6 separate regions of the Mus musculus genome follow, and regions 2, 3, 4, 5 and 6 are each linked to region 1. A link is a contact called in public ChIA-PET, Micro-C and promoter capture Hi-C data. All regions are on one chromosome and are shown on one strand. The core of a region is the stretch at or near the end of the contact, and the rest is flanking DNA. Distances in the headings are between cores, read along the strand shown.

Region 1 (3,640 bases), core at 885-3,384:
CTTCACCACTGCTGACTAGTACGGTGCTGGAAAGGTATTCTGGATGTTCCTGGAGGTGAAGGGTGATCATCAATATTACCCAGCCATAGACCCTGCCATTTACAACAGGAATGCCTGCAAGACATATTTGTATGTTCCTTCATTTACTGACCGGGCCAGGGTAGAAACGGCTGTTAGAAATCAAACTAGGCTAGTGGGAGAAACTGTGGCAATTTTGAGAGTAATTAGACATTTTACGCCTTTATCAGAAACAGAATTTAATGGCAATTACCAGACTCAATACAGTTGCTGTTGCCAGGGTACAATGATGTCTGCAAACTATAAAGGGTATACAAAATTAATGCTAAGACCAATTTTTCTGTCAAGCTTCCTTCCATGTTTCTTTGGCTTCTGAGCGACCATACATAGAAACACAAAGAGTACTGAGTACTTCACTGCCTGAAGCATTTGGTCTCTCAGGAATGGGAAGGCGCATCGTGCTTCAGGAGCCATGGACTCTAAACTGAGAAACCTATGCTGCATGACTCTCAAGGCATCTATGCCAGGTCAACGCCATGGGTCCCTGCACATATTGGTGCAATAGTGACGTGCATGCTATAGGAATAACAAACCATTTTCTGTGTGGATTTAAGGTCTGCTCAGTGAGACCATATCTGACACTGCTCAAATGGCCAAGAACCTGAGACTAGATAGTTCATAAGCCTAGAGGTAAAACTACTACTATGATTCTGCAAAGGCCAATAAAATACTCATCACGACATAGCGCTATACCCCTAAATCACTGCATTATTCAAGACTCATCAGAGAAACTTCTTACAGTAGGAAGCAACTAACAATGGGCAGAGAGTGAATCTTTGGAGCACTTAGCCCTAAATGGGACGCCTTCATCAAACCCTTTGCCTCAAGGATCAGGGACCCATTACCCAAAAGGAGGCAGAGAGACTCTCAACAGCCAGAGGTGGCGGATGACTCCAAGAACTGTGTCATCCAAGGAACAGACACAACAGGACTAATAAATATATGAATGCAGAGGCCGATAACCCTCATAAGACCCGTTGGGGTTCAAGCCTGAGGAGGTATTTGCAGTTGAATTCAACCTGCAGAGAAAGGAGACAGCAGTTTTCTTTAGTAGAGTGGCACTGGTCTATCAGCCAGACTTTGGGGAAGGGACAATACCCAGGAGTAGTTGACCAATATAAATTGAATTCCATGTTTTTGTGTCTGAGCTTTTTGTTTCGTTTTGTATTGTCTTGGCTTTGTTTGTTTTTTCTTACTGGTTTCTTTTTTGTTTCTTTTTCCTTTTTTCTTTCTTTTTTTGAGAAAGAGAACATGAAGTTCGGTGGGTAAGGAGGTGGGATCAGAGATGCGTTCGGGTAGGGGAAAAACGATAAAAATAATTTATTGTATATATATATGTATATATATATATATATATATATATTTTTTTTTTTTTTGGTTTGGTTTTTCGTGACAGGGTTTCTCTGTGTAGCACTGGCTGTCCTGGAACTCACTCTGTAGACCAGGCTGGCCTCGAACTCTGAAATCCACCTGCCTCTGCCTCCCAAGTGCTGGGATTAAAGGCGTGCGCCACCACGCCCGGCTTTACATAAAAAAGTTTAATACGGAAAAACAAAAACAAAAACCTTCTTCTATCCCGCTGAATTAGTAATTCTACGCTACGTTCACCATCCAGGATGGCATCTTAAAGGTCAGATCTTAGCGCTGTCTAGCGCGCAGCTGACACAATTTATACACTAAAGACCTCAAGCCTTCTCCACTTGCTCTCAGCCAAAACAGCTAGGAGCCTCCACCTTTACTTTCCCTTTCATTAGCGTCTCCCAGACCCGCCCCACTTCCGCTCTGGTGACGTCTTTTCCGCGGAGAAACCCCGCCCCGTTGTCACTGAGGTCACGGCCCGCCCACTTCCCTTCGGAGCCACAGAAGAGTAAGTACCAGAGTTTGGCGCCAACTGGAATCTTTTTTTCCGCCTTCAATGGCGGGAACTGGCTGTGTGCGCCGAGACGTGCTTTGCGTCTTATCTAATTGGTTGTCGGCGCTCGGTCCCGCCCTGGCGTCCTTACCGTGAGCTGCGATTGGTGGAGACGGCGGAGCGCCTGGCGTCCGGACAGCGGCCGCTGTGCGGGGCTGGCCGGCCGGGTAAGTTCCTGAGGGCCTGTCGCGGGGCTGCTGGGGAGAGGCAGCGGGGTGCCGCCTGGGATGGCTTACGCTCTGGGCGAAGGGTTGTGCCTGGCTGGGCCTCGAGGAGCCAGCTGCCGTCCTCGGGGAGCGCCCCTCGGAGCGTCTCGGGGGGCGCTGGGGCGAGCACCCGGAACATCGCCGGGTCTACAGCGCGCCCCTCCCCTCCCCCACCCGTGTCTCCCAAGTCCCTACTGCCGAGCTCTCGGTGAGTGTGGAGAAGGGGCTGTCCCGAGGGTCGGGCGATCAGTGACAGGGGCAGTTTCCCAAGCTGAAAGCTTGAGAGAAGAAGTTGTTTATGTGCTCTCCGCAGCGCCTCGAACCATCCCTGACATGGGAATGTAGAATTCTCAGGAAGCATTAGTGCTTCAAGGATCCTCTTGGCGGTCTTTTCTCGCCACACCAACACCAAACTTCTCGCTGAAGGCCTTTCTCCTATGAGCTTCAACCCCGCCTTGGAAGGGACTAGGCCACTAGGCAAGACTTCTTGGCTCTGTTACCATACCCCAAATTATTTTTTTTCCATAGTATTTCCTGCCATCTTACGGGATATGTCCAGAGATTTATGTTTTAAGGGGTGTTTTTGATTTTTGACATCTGACTGGAATTTATCCCAGCTCTCCACTTTCTAGCTGTTGGCTGCAGCAGATTTTCTAATTGGCTCTGTTAGGTTCCTCATCTATTTAGACGGGATAAGGAATAATATAGACTTGATAGGAGCTTCAGGATAATTTAAAGGAGTACTTAGCGCACTTATATCAATACTTGACTTGTGTAATGTATGCTGCTTTTCATGCCTGTCTCATCCTCAGAACCTAGAGTGAGATTTGCCTCTTAGCTTTTGCCTGGTTGTTTTCCTTCTACAAATGTATGCTTTTGTGTATTGAAAAATTTGAACTTCATACTGCTTTCAGAAAAGATTAGATGACCCCTTTCTCTATGCATTTGCTTATGAATCTGTTGAAGCTGTTTATCCTTCCAGATAATGGTTATCAACCTGTAAAATTTTTAAAGAACATTTTGGTGCTAGGGACTGGCCTTTTCAAAGCTGTGAGGACTGCACACTACTGAGCAACCTTCCTAGCCCAGCAGCTGTTATTAATCAATCATTAGCTTCTTGGTTTTTAAAACTTGGCCTCTGCATGTTTCAAAGGTGTACCACTCCTCTCAGTAGTAACTCAGATGGGAGATGAGAAGAAGTATAGAAAGATCTCTCTCACTCCTCTACCTTTCATATTCTCTCTCTCTCTTTCTTCTCCTATCTTCCCACCCTGGGAGACTCACTGACTTGTAATTTTTTTTTTAATATACCTGTCACCATGATGCTAATGAGCCCCAAATCATCTTAACTCTCCTTTTCTTTTAAGAAAAATCTGTTAGGGATCCAACTCTATTTCTAACCCAGACCGACATTTTCACCTGATTGTTGTACAAGTGATTCACC
Region 2 (3,576 bases), core at 905-3,404, 390 kb before region 1:
TTCATGACATGAAGCAATGTCGTTTTTTCCAAAGACGAGCTCTTTACTGCTAAGGGAGGTAGTGTAAAGTCATCAATGCCAGGATTTAAATACTGAACAGGCCAATTTTAGCTACACAGCACTGGGCATATTAACCTATCTGACCCTTAATTTGTTCATCTGTACAAGAGAGATAATAAGACCTACCCTGTGGAGTTGTTATGAAAATTAAGCAAACAACACACTTGACACTTCAGGCTACTGCCCAGATCAATGGCAACAGCAGCAATTATTATACCAAACATGAGAATTTGAGTGTGTGTGTGTGTGTGTGTGTGTGTTTTCATTTGTAATCACCTAATTTATTTAAAAGCAAAATTGAATGTTTTGGTCAAACTTTTATTTTATTTTTTTCCTGCAGGTTGCTCCTGATGGTGTTTTTACATCAGGAGCAGTAAGTGATGTCTATATGTGAGAGATGGAGAGGGGCTGGACCTTCTAGTTCTTAGTAGACTGGGAAGCGTGAGGTGGAAAACTCCTAAGTGGTGCTGTGCGTTGATGTGTGAATGCTAAGTAGCTTAATACAACACCTCCCCACCCCAGACACACTGGGCCTTTAATTTCCTTTACACAGTTGCCTAAGTAAGATTTATCACCCTTGACCTGGGGGACAGCGCAGGCAAACAGAGCAGCCCACTGGGCAGGCTGCTTTCACTTGGAAATGTTTCTGAGCAAGCTGTAGCTTAACTTTGCCACCCAAATCAAAATGCAGTGGTCAGGTCGTATTTCGATAGCGCTTGGGTCTAGATTTTGGTTTCAGGATTTCTAAGTATTGAGGTTTATGCCACTATCTTGGTTAGCATCAGTTAGATCTGTATCTACAGAAAGCCCTGTTAACAGAAGCAGAAACCTGTTCATATAAAACTCCCTTTAAAACAACCCGGAGCCCAGCTGAAGCCCAGGGACTGGAGCAGTCACAACCGTCTCCATGTGCCCGGCTGCTTTTGTAGCTGAGGCTGTTGAACTGGAACCAAATTCACCCCGGCCAAGCTTGTCATGGCAAGTCTGGTAGATGAAACTGGCCTTGTTTTTAATTTCATTTCCTTTTTTATTGAAAAAAAAATATATATCTGTTATTTGCTTTTCTAAGTTACACTAAAATGCAAGTCTGCTGCCGACTCTGCCTGTTTGCGCAGGCTAAAGCACAATGTTTTGTGGAAAGCGACGTGGTGCAGTCCAGCCTGACTATTAGAGCTGCCCAAGGAGGGCTATTAGAAGGAGCCACCTGGAACTCACTCTCCCCATGTTGCTGCTGAAGAAAGCCTCTGGAAGCTTACATACCACTCAGGCTGCTTCAGGGCTGGAAGAGAGTGGGAGGGGTTTGTCTCCTTTTAAAGAGGAAATCCTTGGGAGGCTGCAGTAGTCTTTGACTCCAGCAAATACTGGATGCTAATATTTTCTGGTTTCTAACCTTGACTCTATTGTAGGTGCTCATTTCATCCCCTGGAAGGCTTTATGCCTCAATTTCACTGTCACGACATAGGAGTAACACAGACATTCTTTGTTTCCCACAGCTGATGTATCTATCCTTGAGGCTGCGAACCGAATGTTGGAAATAAAATCGCAAACTTTGCATATATTAAAAAAGTATTTTTCTGAACTTTCTAGATGAATCATTTTGTCAAAGAAAGAATTCTGAATAGCTTAACTTAAAAAAAAAAAGTTCAGGGCTCAGTGTTAAGAGTTTATATTACTCTTACAGGAAACCAGAATTCAATCAGTCCACAAATCCCAGGTTGGGTGGCTCATAGTTATCTGTCACTCTACCATTAGAGAACACCATCTTCTGGTCTCTAAGAAAGGGATTTGTGTGTGGCACGTGCGCACGCTCACGCACTCGCGCGCGCGCACACACAGACAGAGCATTAAGACTAAAATAAGTCTTAAAAAATAAATTTAGTTTTTAGTATTATTTTATTATGACGGTAAATTTCATCAGGCTGACAGCATTTGAAACCATCTAGAGGTCACACTTGAGGTCACACCTCCAAGTGTGGTTAAGAGGTTCCAGAGGAGTTTAACCGAAGAAGGAAGAACTACCCTGAACATGGACTGGTAGCATCATCCTGCTGGAATGCACAAAAAAGGAGAAAGCTGGCTGCACACCAGCATTCATCTCTCTCCGACTCCTGGCGTCTGATGTGAGCATCTGAGGCCCTGTCCCGATGCCATGAAATACTGTCTCTCTCAGATCATGAGTCAACCCTCCCATCCCTAAGTTACCCTGTCACAGCACCAAGAAAAGCAGCTAATGAGAGTCTATCCTTCTAAAATTTGGACACATTTTAAAAGGGAGTGTATGCTGTTGAATCGGGGTCCACTCCTAAGTGTTAGCCTGATGAGAGCACCTTTCTTCCCTCCCTGAATTTCCTGGCAGGACAAAATCTCAGTGTAAGTTGGGCCCAGGGACATTTCCTGAGTCTTGCTCCTTGGTTCCTTGTTCAGTATCTTGTTTCAGCGTAGGAGAGTGAGAGAGGGCAAACAGGCCTGTGTCATTACAGGATGAGTCTTGAGACATTAAAATCACCCTGTGTTGTTGCGGGTTGGGGGCGGGCAGGAGGATGAAGAGCAGAAGCCTAAGCTGGAGAGATAGGAGAGCAGAGAGGAAGAAGATCTTGGGCACAAAGGAAGCTCAGCAGAAGTGATGCAGGATGTGGCAAGGCCACGGGGCTAAGGGAAAAGTGTGATGGATCCGTGACAAACAGCTGAGACCTGAGATGGAGCCTAGGCAAGCGTCTGTGAGGAGGCTGTACTGATGGGAAGACGATGCTGGGGTCTTAGTTTAACCTGACATGAGCCATTAGGAGGGTTTTTAAAGAAACTTAAACACTTAAAGAAAACCTTCCTCTTGCCGTGCGAGACAGTTCTGGGTGGCAGGAATGGAGGCACAGACTGTGACATTCAGGAGGACAACACACAGTTTGCAGTAAGGTAAGGACTGGGGAAATGGTGGTAGTGGCCAGGTTCAAGCTAACGTCTGAGGTAGAAACAGTGGTTAAGACAAGAAGGTGAAATGCAGGGGAGGTGTGGAGGGGAGAATTGGGGGTTTGCTCCTAAGCTTTAGCGTGATGAGAGGGCACCTTTCTCTCCTCCAGTATCTCCTCCAGTATTTCCTGGCAGGACAGAATCCCCTGTTGCGATGTTTTCAAAGTAGCTTTGTTCACAGCTTGCTATCTCCAGCTCGGTCTGCCCTACCACCTGGGTTCTAGATCCCTCATTTTAAAGTCTTGTAACACGCTGAGCCCAGTCTTCCCCCTCCTTGGTCAGTTCTAAAGCTGAAGGGTTGTGTTGTAAAGGATTCTCTCCCTTTTGTAGAGCCCCATCTCCAAATCATCTCCCAAGTCCTGAAGGATGGCACTGCCCAGAGAGCCATCAGTTCTTCTCAGCTCTGACCCCGCCTGGCCAGACAGTGCCTGCCGGCGGCTTCTCCCATCTTGTTTCCTGCTCTCTTCATCCATCCTGCGCCTCCTTCCAGATTCATTCTCCTGACCCGAGAAATCCCAGCATTTCAGTGCTCAAAAGCGATGCATGCTTTTC
Region 3 (3,379 bases), core at 439-2,938, 320 kb after region 1:
CTTAGTTCAAGGCCAGCCTGGTCTACAAAGTGAGTTCCAGGACAGCCAGGGCTATACAGAGAAACCCTGTCTTGAAAAACCAAAAAAAAAAAAAAAAAAAAACTTCTAAAAGTATGACAAACACATGCTATAAAGTAAGTTTAGCAGACTCACAATGGCAATTATACACTAGAAGGTATGGACAAGAGAAAACAAAAATATATAGCATGTCTGAATTTGAAATTAAAATGCCAGGTTAGGAGAAAATCTACTCTGAAGTTTCTGATTTAAAAGAAACTCTAAGCCAGGAGGTGGTGGCATGCAGCTTCCAGCCTCCGCAGGTACCAGTATATCCATACACCCGATTACACACGCGGGTGTGCACTGAGGAGGCAGAGGCGGTGGTCTCTGAGTTCAAGGCCAGCAAAAGTGAGGTCTAGGACAGCCCGGGCTACAAGGAGCTTGGGAGAAAAATTAAGGGGGGGGGGGGAGAAAGGAAGGAAGGAAGATGGAAGGGAGGGAGGGAGGGAGGGAGGGAGGGAGAGAGAGAGAGAGTCCAGTGAATTAAAAAAAAGTACAAACAGCTTGCTCAGGCCCACAGAGCAGGTCAGTCCGTTAAGGAAGTAGATGCTGGGGAGCAGACATGACCTTCCTCCAGGGAGGCGCCTCCCATTTTTCTGCTCAGGAATGGGTGGTATCCTAGTTTTCATCCCTGTTGCTGTGATAAAACAATGATCAAAAGCAATTTGAGTGAGGCAAGAGGTTTTTTATTTTAATCTTTATTTATTTTTATTTTTTATTTTTAGCTCTTGGCTTACAGGTTACAGGGAAACTAAAGTAGCAACTCAAGGCAAGAACCTAGAGACATGAACTAAAGCAGAGACCACGAATGAACGCTGCTTGTCTTGCTCTTACAGCCCCCATACGTAGGATCCAGTGACTACTGGCTGGACTTAGGGTTGAAGAGGCGTGACTCTGGAAGCAGGGAAGCCTCAATCAAACAACAACAACAACAACAACAACAACAAACTCAACCAAACAATCAAACAAAAACCACTGGAGGGATGGCTCAGTGGTTAAAAGCACTGACTGTTCTTCCAATTCCCACCACCCATAGGGTGGCTCACCACTGTTTGTAACTCCAGCTCCAGGGGATCCAAGGCCCTCTTTGGGTCTCTGTGGACACCATCCGTACAAGTGGTGCATACATGTACACATTAATTTGAGGGGGGACTGGAGATACATGCATATATTAATTTGGGGGGACTAGAAAGATGGCTCAGAGGCTGAGTACTGGCTCTCTCCCAGAGCACCAGCGCTTGGTTCCCAGAACGCACTTCAGGCAGCTCACCGCCATCTGTAATTCCAGCTCCTGGGATCTGATGCCTTTGGCCTCTAAAAGCACCTGCATTCTTGTGCAGATACCCACGTGCAGATACCCACGTCCATACACAGTTCGAAATAATAACAAATCATTTTTTTTTAAAAATATGACCCAGATAAGGGCCAAGTTGTGAATCAAAATGCTGGCAGTAAACAAGACTGTGCTGGCAAACTTTACGTCAACCTGACACAAGCCAGAGTCATTTTGGGAGGGAGAAGCTCATCTGAGACGATGCTCTTACCCGATTGGTCTGTAGGCAAGACTGCGGTGCATTTTCTTGATGATTGAAGTGGGAGGACTGAGATCACGGTGGGTGGTGCCGCCCCTGGGTCAGAGGGCTTTAGAAAGCAAGCTGAGCAAGCCAGTGGGCGTGGCCTCTGCTTCACTTCCTGCCTTGATTTCTGTCTTGAATTCCTGTCCTGACTTCACTCAGTGATGACTGTGACCTGAGAGCAGTAAGAAGGAATAAACCCTTTCTTTCCACAGTGGCTTTTGGTCACGGCGTCTCATCAGAGCAACAGAAACCCTTGGGCTTTGAAATAGTACCACACGGAGTATTTAAAGCCTGGCAGCTACCGCATCTGTGTGCCTGCGTCAAGACAGGGTCGACCTGACTGCCTGATGTTGTTCTATGCTATTTTAGCATCATGAACTTTACTCACACAGCACACATTATAAATGGACGTTTCCTGTGCATCCTCTTCTCCCTCTGCAATTGACTTCTGGGCTGAGTACAGGCGCGCAGAGGTAATTATCAGTTCTAAAGAAAACACAAAGCCCAGGGGGCAGCACCAGGGCCTCATTAGGAAAGACAAGTAAGTCCTAGACAATAATCATTTTTCTTAAAGTGAAATAAATAAATGTTTAACTACGGGGAGAGGGGGTGGGATGTGGGTAGGAACATGCTAAGAAGGGGCAATCAGGAAGAAACAACGTTTAAAGAAAAATTTTTACAAAATTACACGCTACGTCTTAAAAAACCATCAAACTCCTCAAAATATGATTTTAAAAATGTAGCCAGGCGTGGTGGCGCACGCCTTTGATCCCAGCACTTGGGAGGCAGAGGCAGGCAGATTTCTGAGTTCGAGGCCAGCCTGGTCTACAGAGTGAGTTCCAGGACAGCCAGGGCTACACAGAGAAACCCTGTCTCAAAAAACAAAAAAACCAAACAAAAAAATGTATATGGACAGGGAAACACTATAGGTTACCTAGAAAAGCCGTAGTCATTCAGAAAAATAAAATTTGAAAAATTTGGAACAAAATTCCAAGTTCAAAAGACAACATCTTACCCATGTACTAGCACATCTTAAGTGTTAATAAAGGATATTAGTGGGGACTTGATTTCTGCAGATTGACAAAGCTTTTAGATGTTTCCCTGAAGCAGCGTCTTGCTTTTAGATGAAAGATTATAGGTGATACAAACTATTTAACTAGACTAAGTAAAAATCATCCAGATCTGAAGTCCCCAAAGCAATAAAGGCACCCGCCACTGGTGTGGCACTAGATGGTAAGACCCTACTGCCGAAGAAGGCGCTTGTTCTTGTCACAGCACATAGAGAAATCAAGCTGGAACGGGGCTGGAGGCTCAGCCAGAGAGCGAGCCTTCATAGGCTTGAGTTACTAATGCAAGGCTGTTGGGGGAAACAGAACATTGACAATCTCACCAAGCTATGGCCCCTGCATGCTTACTTACGACCAAAGTGTCAAGCAAGATGTGCCCACTGGTGCAGTCATGGTAAGTCTGGTACGGGGTAACCAACCACTTTCTGATTAAATGTGACGCCTGCTCTAAAGGATACAGCTCACATGGTTCTGTACATGGTCAAAGCCCCTGGCTGGGGAGGTCATAGCCTTAGCAGAGAAGCTACGTTCTTCTAGGTAGACATGATGTGTCTGTCTGTCCACCTAGCTCTGGAGAAGATTCTTTTGTAGTGGGCAGTGGCTCACAACTAACTGGTCAGGATGCTGAGAACAAGGGACTACTGAACGCTTTGGTAAACTGAGATATCTACATCA
Region 4 (3,247 bases), core at 313-2,812, 360 kb before region 1:
TCTAACAGAGGAAAGTAATAAGTGGGCGGCGGTGGTGTGTGTGTGTGTCTGTGTCTCTGTGTGTGTGTGTCTCTGTGTGTGTGTGTCTGTGTGTGTGTGTGTCTGTGTATGTGTGTCTGTGTGTGTGTGTGTCTGTGTGTGTGTGTCTGTGTGTGTGTGTGTGTGTCTGTGTGTGTGTGTCTGTGTCTCTGTATCTGTGTGTGTGTCTCTGTGTCTGTGTGTGTGTGTGTGTCTGTGTGTGTGTGTGCGCGCGCACGCGCGTGCGCGTGCATGCGTGCAGAGATTCTTGTGTGTCCCGGTTTTGTTGCACCCTGCATTGTACATGCCACAGTGCTGCGCAGTCAGCAGTCCCCTTGCTGACTCATGTGCCGGGGCTGTGGGGCTCCCTTGGCTGCTCTGCCTGCGGTGCTTAGGACCAGCATGGCCTGGGGAGGGTGGGAGGTCGGCTGTCATTGGGTCTGTGATCACTGTGAACTGGCTGGGTTCTTCTTCCCTCTGTCTCCCCAGCACAGCCTCTGGCTGGTAGGAAAAGCAGGCACATGTCTGCCTCTACAGGGACAGCATAGGGCACAACCTCATTTCTGGAAGAATTGGCTTTCACTTTATTGTTTTGGGAATCTTCAAACCCAGACAAATGGGTAAGGAGAGATTCTGCTGTTAACGACTTAGCACCCCCTCAAGGACTTTTTAAAACTTGAAGTGGACTTCCTTGGCATTACAGACACTTGGCCCATTTCTCCCTCTGTGGGCAGCAGAAACAGGAGGCAGGGCCAGTAAGGGGGTGTGACTAGCAAGTGAAGTCGTCCCCTGGTGACCACAGCCTTTGTTTATATCTGTTGCTGGCTATTGATGTGAAAACAAAAACAAAGCGCCTAGCCTGGGGTCAGGAAGATGCTGTCACCTGACTTAGCTGACTCCCTCTGCCTGTTTTGTTTACATAGCTCCGGTTTGGGTTTTTCGTCAGAAAGTGTGAAATGCTGTTTTTTCTGAGGTCGCTACATAAACTTCCTTTTGTGGACGGGAGTTGATCAGATCATCCTAGACTCCCAGACGATGATGCAAAGCTGCTGAGCTGGCGCAGGGAAAGCTGAGCAGGGGCTGAGACAGAGCCTCTTGCTAGCCTGGAGAAGCTTTCTCCAGGAAAGGAGGGCTCTCTGACCAGTAATAAAGAGAAAGCCACAGTGACTGTAGCATATGCTGACGGACGGTCTTGGTTTCTGTCGATAAGGGGTGACTCATCAGTGTCAATAGAATTGTGACTTCTAATAATAACACAGCGTGAGCCCTTCAAAACATGCGGTTTTAGCCCCTGCTCTCAGTGAAAGGTTGGAAAATGTTAGTTTGAGCTTTTTCCCCCCTGACCTCTTTATGTCACCAGAGTATGAAATCGTGTTTTTGTAGGTGTGATGGTGACCCCATTGTTTTTTCGTCTTACTGTTTTTAGTTTCGCTCTGACTAAGAAAGCAAAGTGGATTATTTCATCGCTCAGAAATCTGTGCACTAAGCGTTGCCTCCAGGGCTGTGTTTTGAGGGAAGTGTGGCTGAAAAGCAGATCCTCCCAGAATGCAGAAAGGAAAAAACTGAACAGACCACAGGCCACCGGGAGCTGGGCGCCTCCTACACAGTCTATTGTGAAGGGCTGTGGGCTTGCTGAGTAGCCCGATTGCCCTGTGAGTCATGGCCAAAGGATTCCAACAAGGGGGTTCACAGAAGAGAGTCAGCCCCGACAGAGAGGAAGCGAGCTGCCTGTGTCCATGGCCAGGGCTGCCGCTGTCCTGAGCACCAGCTTGCTCCAGTCTACATGTGGAGCCTTGCCTGTTCTCTGGCTAGTTTGGTTGGCTTTTGCTGCAGGCCATTCTGTCAGTGCTTTGCCACAAAGACTCTGAAGTTAGAACAAGGGACTCTCCAGGTTCAGGAGGAGCCTGCCTGCTCACATACCTGCGCTCTTAGCTTTCTAACCATTGCTCCCTCTTAATGTGTAGACCACCCTTTGTCCTGAGCTGCTGGGCAGGCCTTATACCTTCTCTGCCTGGTCAGGGAAGTGAATCCTTCACAGAGCACTCACAGGAGGAAAGAGGGTGGGAGGAAGGGAGGGAGGGTGGGAGGAAGGGAGGGAGGGAGGGAGGGAGGGAGAGAGAGAGAGAGAGAGAGAGAGAGAGAGAGAGAAATACAGCATTCAGTAGTATTTGAATGAGAGATGAATGAATGAATGAATGAATGAATAAATACAACACTCACAGTAGGATTTTATTTATAAGTAAGTAAATGTGTGTGTGTGGATGTGTGCAGGTGAGGTGGGTGGGTGCTGCTGAGAACTGCCCCCTAGGGTACCTGCTTTTAACCTCTGAGCCTCTTGCCAGCTTCTCACAGAAGGTTTTTTGTTTGTTTTCTTTTGTGTTTTCTGGGTTTTTTTTTGTTTTAATTAAATGAAGTTTTACGTCAGTCTTGCCTCTTGGAAACTTCTTTTACAATGGATCTTTTGTCTTACGCTGACCTGTTGGTACTTTGGGGTTTGATGGGATGCCTCTCTGGTCCTCTCTGCATCTTTTATTCCTGGTGCTTTTCTATGTTGCGCTAGCTAACATGGCCACCGAGGAGAAGAGGGAGGGAGTGAATTGGCTCCTTGGGCCTCACTCTGAACTCCACCTGCTGTGTTTTTCTGCCCACAGAAAAAGCACAGACGCCTCGGCAAGATATTTAAAGCTCTTAAAACCTGTTCCTGCCCTGAGACTACAGGTGCATTTCTGCTTCACACTGGTTCCCAAATTGTGAGTTATATTTTGGTTCTGAAGTTTTTCAAGTTTATTCTAAAACTACCTTTTGAATGAACGTCTGCATTACAGGCCCGCTCTTCTCCCACGGTTCTGTTAAGAACTCGGTGTAAATGGCAGGCTACCTAGAGACAGGCTGTGGTTGATGTTGACGATGCTGTGTCTGTTTCACGACAGCCGTGTGTGCCCAGGGGCCCGAGTGAGCAGTAGAGATCAGTGTGGTGTGAGCTGCACAGAGAGAGAGGATGGCAAGGACTGAGCTGCACAGAGAGAGGGGACAGCAAGGACTGGAGGGAAGGAACGCTCTGAAGAGTGGAGCTGGATCTGGAGTGTCCTCAAGATGGTGTGGGGTTCGCTGAAGGGGACTTCATTCCTGTTGGCCGCTATGCCTACAGCTTCGGGTTCTATTCTGCGTTGGCTGTTAGCAGCAGCATCCCCTCCCCTCCTTAAGGAAAGGACTCGTTCTGTAGCTCTGG
Region 5 (3,644 bases), core at 792-3,291, 440 kb before region 1:
GCTACTCCTCAGATCTATTCTCTTCCAGTCTCAGTGGCAGCTCCATGCTCTCTGCTTTAAGATAATTTCTAGCTCGCCCCGTCCAAACTACAGCACCAAAGCCCAGCATGATACAGAAGTCCTGGTCTTTGATAATGAAATGCTTTCCCCTTCAGGACCTTGCCTACCTCGATTCTTCCTCTAAGCATATGCTCTGATTAAAAAGGACACAATTAGAGTCTTCTCCCCCTTCTCATCAGGGTATTAGTCTTTGCTGACCCAACGCTGACTCATTCCGTGATTCATCTCCCCAGTGCTCTCGGAGGGCAAATAGGTGTCAAGTCTGGGGGGACGAGCTTCTGTGAACGCGCTTTTTACTGGAACCTATCCTACCTCAAAGCTCTTCTGCCAGATTCCATTAGGAAATTGCAAGCAGATGCATAGATCCAAGTGCCCTCTTCACTCCTCCTCATAATATATACACATCAGATTTCAGGGAGGGGCTGAGCTGACTGCCTCTCATGATTTCTGGGCACAACAGACATGCAGGCCAATGTGAATCCCAAGCATGCAGCTCCTGTGTGCATGAATACATATCACATATCCCCTCTCATCAGTGAGAAACTACGGAGCTACCAGACAGGGGGAGAGCAAAGTGACAATCGATATGTTGTACTTCAGAATGTCAAGTGAAGGCCATAACAAGATGGGCAGCCTGCCCCAGGAATTTGAAAAGAACAGAAATACCTAAGGATTGATTAGGGGCCGGGCCAAATTCCAGGCTTGAACTCAATCACAAATTATGCTAAAAGCTCCCAAGGGATGGCTCCAATTGGCGATTTTTTTTTGAGCATGCATTCCGTTCTTCTGATACAGACATCATTCCTGCCTGGGAGATGACTGGAGAATTAAAAGCTGGAGCAAAAAATGAGTTCAGGAAGGGCTGTTTTCTCATCCGAATGCCCTCGATCTCCCTGAGACATCTCCCACAGTCTTTAAAAATGAGTGGATTTTATTATTCCGCTTTGCCATTCTGGCCCATCATGAAGGCCAAAGCCAGCATTCAGAACAATAAGAATTATCTCAGATGACAATGGCCAGGTCAGAAGACTGCACTGTGGCAGACAGACTTCCAAGCAGAACTGTACGAGGCAAGTCGAAAGGCAGGTGTGGTCAACCTTTAAGGAAATGTCCTTAAAGGGGTTTTCCTATTCTTTCAGGAACATTTAGGTCTTGTCTTTTTCCTGTGGACAGAGACATATACTTAATCACTAGCATATTGTATAAGAGAAAAATATATAGACCTTCAAGACCTTCAAAATATATAGCCACAGTTCCAACCTTCATTACCAGAAATAACTAGAGGAAATGAGAAGCAGGTGGGGGAAGGCTTTCCTGAGCGATGCCAGGACTCCGCTTTAATTCAGCTTGTGGATGGCCTGTTCCCACCTCCCCGTCTGGCTGACCATATATTCAGAGGTCAAACTACTAAAATCGAGCAAACACACTCAATTTCCTTTAGACTTAACCTCTGCAGTAAGAAGAAGCACATTTCTCTTGAGACGACGTGAACTTCAAGGGGTCTGAATTAATCAAAGACAATGCTAAGACCATGTGGTGTGGTGGTGGTGGTGGTGGTGGTGGTGGTGGTGGTGGTGGTGTGTGTGTGTGTGTGTGTGTGTGTGTGTTTGTGTATGTGTGAAATGGGCACTGGAAATCTAAAAGGAGTTCTTTATTTCTCCAATGGATAAATTATATCTTCCAGAGAATAGTGTACAAGGTCTGTTGGCATTGGCAACCATTCCCTTGGCGTTAGTATCTGACAATATCTTTTGTTAATGGCTGGTAAGTGGACAAAGCGAACACAGGGTAGACCTAAGGACACACCTCTTCTCCCTTCCACAAAGAACCCACATTACTCCCTTTATGTTCTTTAGGCAGCTGTTTTAGTCCTTTGAAATTTAAGAACTGCCCAAGAATTTAAAAGTGGTCATTAGCATATGCTTTGAATATATACCAGAGACTACTGTCCTGCACAAAGGGAGAGTAAGGCCATTCACAATTCAGCATTCTACTTGAAGCAAGATCCTTCTTTGTTAGTTTACAGCCTAGCTCTGGGAGCATCTCACATAATTTTGGTAGACAAAGGGGGGGGGGAGGGCAGGAAATGAGTTTAAGCCCTGCTTCTACCTCTTCCTGAATACTAACCTTTGACAAGTCGTTTAACCCCTGGATAACTCAATTTCCCTATCTGTGAAATGAAGCATTGAAATAGATCATTTCCAAGGTCACTTTCTGCTATAAAATTTTATGATGCCTGAGGCTCTGGATATATTGGAAAAAGCTGTGTGTGTATGGATTTGTTGCACTTAAAACCCCAGGGAGCTAGAAAGACTTTAAAGTGATACAGGAGTATAACAGAAAGTTAAGAGGATGCCCGTGTTCCTAATGAATGAACTTGCTCAAAATCCATCTCTGTGCAAGGAAACCTTTGGTTGTGGTGGACTTCCACAAAAGCTGCTCCCACAGAGAAAAGTCAGAGCTGCCACTTGAGAGCTTCAACTGGCTTCCTCCCTCTCACTTCACCCTGTGGATGCTCCAGGAACACCGCCTTTCTCTTAGTGAGCCTCTAATCTAATCAGGGGACAGGAACTAGTGCCTCTGGCAATTTGTGTAAGTTTGGTTGTGGGCCCATTAACCACACACACACACACACACACATGCACTACAACACACACTCAGACACAGACAGCACATCATATACACCACACATGCACATACATATGCACCACACATACACACACATATACACTATACCACACATACATACACACACAGCCACAGACTCATACATACACACATACAAACCTACACTCACACACACACACACACACACATCCATACAATCGCATATGCTCACAGACATACACACAGCATACCATATACATATACACCACACTATACATACACACGCATATATATATACCACACATACACATACATCATACCACACACACATACACACATACACAACTACCACCCCCCCACAGACTCAGCACACACTCATACAAACCCACACACACTCACACAAACACTCACACAATTTTTTATACAAACACATACAAACTCACACACACACACATACACACACACATACACACACAGCATACTACACACAGATACACACCACACTATACATACGCACACATATATCACACACACACTATGCCGCACATACCTACACACACACAAAACTATCACACACACATACAAACACACACACATTTTCACACACACTAACACACATTCAAACTCACACACACACACACACACACACACACACACCAATTGGCAGTGTTCCCCCCAGAAATGCTTCACAGACAGACAGACAGACATGGGTCCCTACTGAAGAGGTGAGTTAATATTCTTCCTGGTCATGTATCTTCAATGCCAGATGTTTTTTTGTGTCTGGAGTCAGGGATAAAGAACTTCAACTGTAGGGCTGGCACCTTCCTGGGGCCCAGAACTCCACCCGTTGCTGCCTGCTTTCTGCCACTCCTTCTCTTTGACTATGCCAACATGAGCATCTCTTTGCTGAGCATGCTTACCCTGGTTTATATAATCCACTCTACTTGCAGTAGCATTACTGGGCACCCACATCAATT
Region 6 (3,446 bases), core at 726-3,225, 370 kb after region 1:
ACACATACACGTAGGCAAAAACAATCACACGAATCCAATACATATATACATACATGGATATATACACACATAGTAACTCTCTCCTTGATGTTAGAGAATCACCAGACATTTTCATCTTTTCTGTGTGTGAGGGTGTTGAGTTGTGAACTGTCCTCTCTGGAAGACCCCCTCTGGGTTCACCAGACATCCTTGCTCAGTAGTCATGTTTGAATCTGAGCTGTTGCTAGGCAGCCATCTCCTGGTGTCCCAAGGACCTCTCTGATGCTTGAAATAGGCCAGTTTAGAGACCTCCCCACAGACTAGCAAGCTGGCTTTGGGACAGCCGCAAAGCCTTACAGCTACTCTGGGGAAATGTCCCTTCCTCCCCAGGCCGCTTCCTGCAGAGATTCAAGGATTTCAAGCTGCCCTCAATCTCATTAAGTTGCTGCTGCCCAGCACATGGGGTTTGACAAGGCGCTGGAGAGACAAAAACTACCAACCGGATGAGCCACAAAGCCCACTCTCTTCGCTATAGAAGTAAAATCGCCAGTGAGAAATGAGTTCTGAGAGCACCTGAGAGTCATGGCTCATTTGAAACGTCTACCAACTCTGTGGTAAAGGTGTTCTCATGAGGGTCAGAAAAGGCTGCTTCCTTCCGGTGGGGAGAGTAACGAGAGTCGGCTTTCTCCATCCACCCTTTGGCCTCCACTTGGTTTCAGTCTTCCTTTGCCCACGGGTTTCTGGGTGTGTTGGACCAATGGCAGTCATTCCCAGGAGACCACACAGAGATAGGAAGAAGGAAAGCAGCCAGGGCCCTCTTCTGTTATCTGCTTGGCCAGAGGGTGGGGAGGGTGGGGGCGGGGATGTGGGGTGGTGTGGGGGTGCTGCTACCTGGCTGCTCTACAGAACTGGCTCCCTTCACTTCCTCCCACTAAATTTGGAGGTGGTGTGAGCTTCCCACCTGATAATCTTTGACTGTACTCCCTAAATTCTGCTGCTTATATATCTGCAAAACTGTTTCTTCGCTCAAAAGCCTTTTTCAGTTCACATCTTTGTATGTGGCATAGGAACGACCTTGACCATGCAGACAAGAGTTCTACTGCCTCTCCTTGGAGAAGCTTTCCTGTTGAAAGCAGCCACCCAGTTAGAAGAAATCCAGGACATGCGTCACGGATTAGTAACCCTATTCCTACCCAGATTTTTCCGAGGACCCCTAGGAAGCCCTGTCCCGGGCCGCAAGTGTCCAGGCTGAGCTGCCTTTCTCCCCACCTGCTGAGCTGCTGGCACCTGCAGGATCCGGATCACCTTGCTGGCCCGCTGTTTAACTGAAGGAAGTTTATGCACGTGACTTTCTCCTCTCTCTCTCTCTCTCTCTCTCTCTCTCTCTCTCTCTCTCTCTCTCTCTCTCCCTCTCTCTCTCTCCCTCTCTCTCTCCCTCTCCCCCTCCCTCCCTCCCTCCTCTTCTCTCCCTCACCCCCCACCCCAGAAAAGGGTGCTCACACTGTGCTGAGCAGCTGGCGAAGGAGGAGAGCACCTCCTCATCCCACATCGCTTCTATTCCAATCTGAGAGCTGCCCCTCACCTCCCACAAAAGCCCTAAAACACGTGGGACTACACCAATGAGACAATAGCAGTTGGGGCATAAGAAGCCCCGAGGGCGTTATACACTTTAGGTTTTCCCGAAGGTTGCAAAGGAATCATTTAGTATAGCATGTTTATATATAAATCACGAGACATGTGACTTCTCCGGAAACATGTCTACGTAGACCACAGTTTGGAGTATTCTTGCTGGGAAATCCTTTGAACTAAAAGGCACTTTAGGAGGCAGCTGCTATGGAAACTACCCCACCACTGTGCACTTCTCCCAGCTCCCGCAGGCTGGAGTGGCGGTGGGGGTGGGGCCTGAGTACCGCACAGTTGAGGGGCAGCCTAGTGGGGGTGGGGTAGACTGGGGTGGGGTGGAGGTGGGTGGGGTGGAGGTGGGTAGGGTGTGGGTAGAAAGCCTGAAGACCGCAGCACAAGCCAGGGGCACTGCAGAAAGCAGGCGGCAGGGTCCGGGTGGTCCCCGGGCCACGCTTGCAGAGAAAGCGAGCAGAAGTCCCCGAGGGCGGTGGCCAGTGCGCTCTGGACACCCGAATTCTCTCTAGGGGGAGAACGTGTGTGGCCGAGCAAGCGGTGGCTGCGGCCGGCGAGCGCGCGCCCGGTGGTGCTGCGTGTGTGTGTGTGTGTGTGTGTGTGTGTGTGTGTGTGTGTGTGTGTGTGACAAGCGTCAGGTGACTCGGGTCACGCAGTCACTCCCTCGCGCTCCCGGGGAGAACTGCCGCGCTCCGGCTGGCTTCTCGGGCAGCAGCGGCAGGGAGGGGGCTGGGCTCCACTGCCACCCCCTTGCTCACCAGGCGCGGCCCCAGGGCGCTGCGGGCCACTCGGCCCACGCGGGACCTTGGAGGCAAGCGTGGGCGTGATGAGCCAAGTGCTGGGCAAGCCGCAGCCGCAGGGTGAGGACGGCGGCGAGGACGAGGAGGAGGATGAGCTGGTGGGGCTGGCGGGCTACGAGGATGGGCCCGAGTCCTCGGACGCCGAGCTGGACAGCGGGCCGGAGGAGGGAGGTGAGCCAACCGGCCGAGCGCTCGCGGTCCCCGCCCTGGGAGCGATGTGTGTGTGTGTGTTGGGGGTGGGGGGGATGCGGGACGCGCGGGTCCGGGGCGCTGCGGTGGGGGAGGGGAGCGGCCGGGCTGCAGACGGCGGCGGGGAGCAGGGTCGGATGTCGAGCTAAAAGAAGCAGCTGGCGGCAGCGTGCCGGCTGGGTCGCCCACAGCTGCGCGTGTCATTCTTCCCCGCCGTGGCCGCGGGAGGGTCTGCGGCGTGGGACCGGGGCGCTGGGGCGGGGCCCGCGCTGCAGGTGGTATCCGCGTCTCCCGGGAGACCGCGGGGTTCTAGGTCCCCAGACACCCTGAATGCATCTCGTGTCGCACCCGGGGGTGGGCGCCTGGCGAGCAATCCTTGGCCGCTGAAGCCAACTGTTTGTTGTTGCCGAAGGAGCTGAAGTTAGCCTTTCGGATTGGGGGCTGCTTGCATTTCATTCCCGGGACACAACAAAGAAGTTGAGTTTAGGATTCCAGAATGTTTTTCTTTAATTTAAAAAAATTTTTTTTCCCCACAAAAGCGGAAGGTCACTTTAAAAGGTCAGTTGAACGGGGCTGTTAACGTTCTCCGAGTTGTAAATATCCCAGAGAAAGGATTAATCTCTTTAGTGTCTCACACTAAAGAAACCGAGGAATGAAAGTACCCGTGACAGGAGTTTTAAGAACTTTTATTGAGAATCTATCGAACGGAACTTAAAATTCTCTCTACAAAGCCTTTCTCGGAAGACAGTTTTGATTTTGCGTCTGGCAGGTACTTCAGTGAATCAGAAAGGGAATACAGTTAACTAAGACTTAAGTCTGGCAGATGAAAAACAGCTTTTCAAG

The links. Promoter capture Hi-C pulls out the DNA fragments that hold promoters and counts their contacts. Hi-C and Micro-C count contacts between places; a contact is called where the count stands out from the background. ChIA-PET counts read pairs in DNA pulled down with a chosen protein or histone mark.
Region 2: a promoter capture Hi-C map of neural stem cells shows a contact between it and region 1. The contact joins the enhancer-like site here to the promoter of Casp8ap2 in region 1. A contact is called at or near these places in 3 of 39 promoter capture datasets (cranial neural crest, liver and neural stem cells), 2 of 115 datasets of contacts at active chromatin or transcription factors (bone marrow-derived macrophages and embryonic forebrain) and 2 of 9 other capture datasets (adipose tissue and liver).
Region 3: a Micro-C map of embryonic stem cells shows a contact between it and region 1, with 2.4 times the contacts expected there. The contact joins the enhancer-like site here to the promoter of Casp8ap2 in region 1. A contact is called at or near these places in 9 of 39 promoter capture datasets (the C10 cell line, the HPC-7 cell line, HPC-7-derived erythroid cells and 7 more), 4 of 484 Hi-C or Micro-C datasets (all in embryonic stem cells), 8 of 115 datasets of contacts at active chromatin or transcription factors (the 230-238 cell line, astrocytes, embryonic stem cells and 1 more) and 1 of 9 other capture datasets (pancreatic islet).
Region 4: an RNA polymerase II ChIA-PET map of memory CD8 T cells shows a contact between it and region 1, with 139 read pairs. The contact joins the enhancer-like site here to the promoter of Casp8ap2 in region 1. A contact is called at or near these places in 13 of 39 promoter capture datasets (the 3T3-L1 cell line, the C10 cell line, the HPC-7 cell line and 7 more), 3 of 484 Hi-C or Micro-C datasets (CD4 T cells, cortical neurons and embryonic stem cells), 12 of 115 datasets of contacts at active chromatin or transcription factors (the 230-238 cell line, astrocytes, bone marrow-derived macrophages and 7 more) and 4 of 9 other capture datasets (adipose tissue, liver, macrophages and 1 more).
Region 5: a promoter capture Hi-C map of the SN4741 cell line shows a contact between it and region 1, with 2.4 times the contacts expected there. The contact joins the enhancer-like site here to the promoter of Casp8ap2 in region 1. A contact is called at or near these places in 4 of 39 promoter capture datasets (the C10 cell line, the SN4741 cell line and cranial neural crest), 2 of 115 datasets of contacts at active chromatin or transcription factors (the 230-238 cell line and bone marrow-derived macrophages) and 2 of 9 other capture datasets (adipose tissue and liver).
Region 6: a contact with region 1 is called in a promoter capture Hi-C map of pre-B cells. The contact joins the promoter of Rragd here to the promoter of Casp8ap2 in region 1. A contact is called at or near these places in 25 of 39 promoter capture datasets (the 3T3-L1 cell line, 3T3-L1-derived adipocytes, the C10 cell line and 15 more), 3 of 484 Hi-C or Micro-C datasets (all in embryonic stem cells), 13 of 115 datasets of contacts at active chromatin or transcription factors (the 230-238 cell line, astrocytes, bone marrow-derived macrophages and 5 more) and 2 of 9 other capture datasets (embryonic stem cells and liver).

The regions. Positions count from the first base shown.
Region 1 is chr4:32,613,336-32,616,975 of GRCm38.p6, forward strand. It overlaps Casp8ap2 (caspase 8 associated protein 2), which reads left to right and starts at 2,135. Exons shown (of 11, transcript NM_001122978.2): 1 at 2,135-2,157.
Region 2 is chr4:32,219,002-32,222,577 of GRCm38.p6, forward strand. No RefSeq gene overlaps it. Among named protein-coding and RNA genes, the nearest start is that of n-TGccc3, 9.5 kb to the right of the region's middle. Within about 2 kb of position 2,155, at least 21 of the 459 cell types and tissues checked have an H3K27ac peak or open chromatin away from gene starts, as enhancers often do. A contact at or near this core is called in neural stem cells, where this site is marked.
Region 3 is chr4:32,930,558-32,933,936 of GRCm38.p6, forward strand. All of the region lies in intron 1 of Ankrd6 (ankyrin repeat domain 6), which reads right to left. Among named protein-coding and RNA genes, the nearest start is that of Ankrd6, 19 kb to the right of the region's middle. Within about 2 kb of position 1,689, at least 44 of the 459 cell types and tissues checked have an H3K27ac peak or open chromatin away from gene starts, as enhancers often do. A contact at or near this core is called in embryonic stem cells, where this site is marked.
Region 4 is chr4:32,249,554-32,252,800 of GRCm38.p6, forward strand. It overlaps a transcript of Bach2 not described here. Among named protein-coding and RNA genes, the nearest start is that of n-TGccc3, 21 kb to the left of the region's middle. Within about 2 kb of position 1,563, at least 326 of the 459 cell types and tissues checked have an H3K27ac peak or open chromatin away from gene starts, as enhancers often do. A contact at or near this core is called in the 230-238 cell line, adipose tissue, astrocytes and 12 more, where this site is marked.
Region 5 is chr4:32,174,665-32,178,308 of GRCm38.p6, forward strand. All of the region lies in intron 1 of Gm42266 (a long non-coding RNA gene), which reads right to left. Among named protein-coding and RNA genes, the nearest start is that of Gm42266, 10 kb to the right of the region's middle. Within about 2 kb of position 2,042, at least 30 of the 459 cell types and tissues checked have an H3K27ac peak or open chromatin away from gene starts, as enhancers often do.
Region 6 is chr4:32,981,023-32,984,468 of GRCm38.p6, forward strand. Rragd (Ras-related GTP binding D) reads left to right here and starts at 1,976. Exons shown (of 7, transcript NM_027491.2): 1 at 1,976-2,585. The coding sequence starts at 2,441.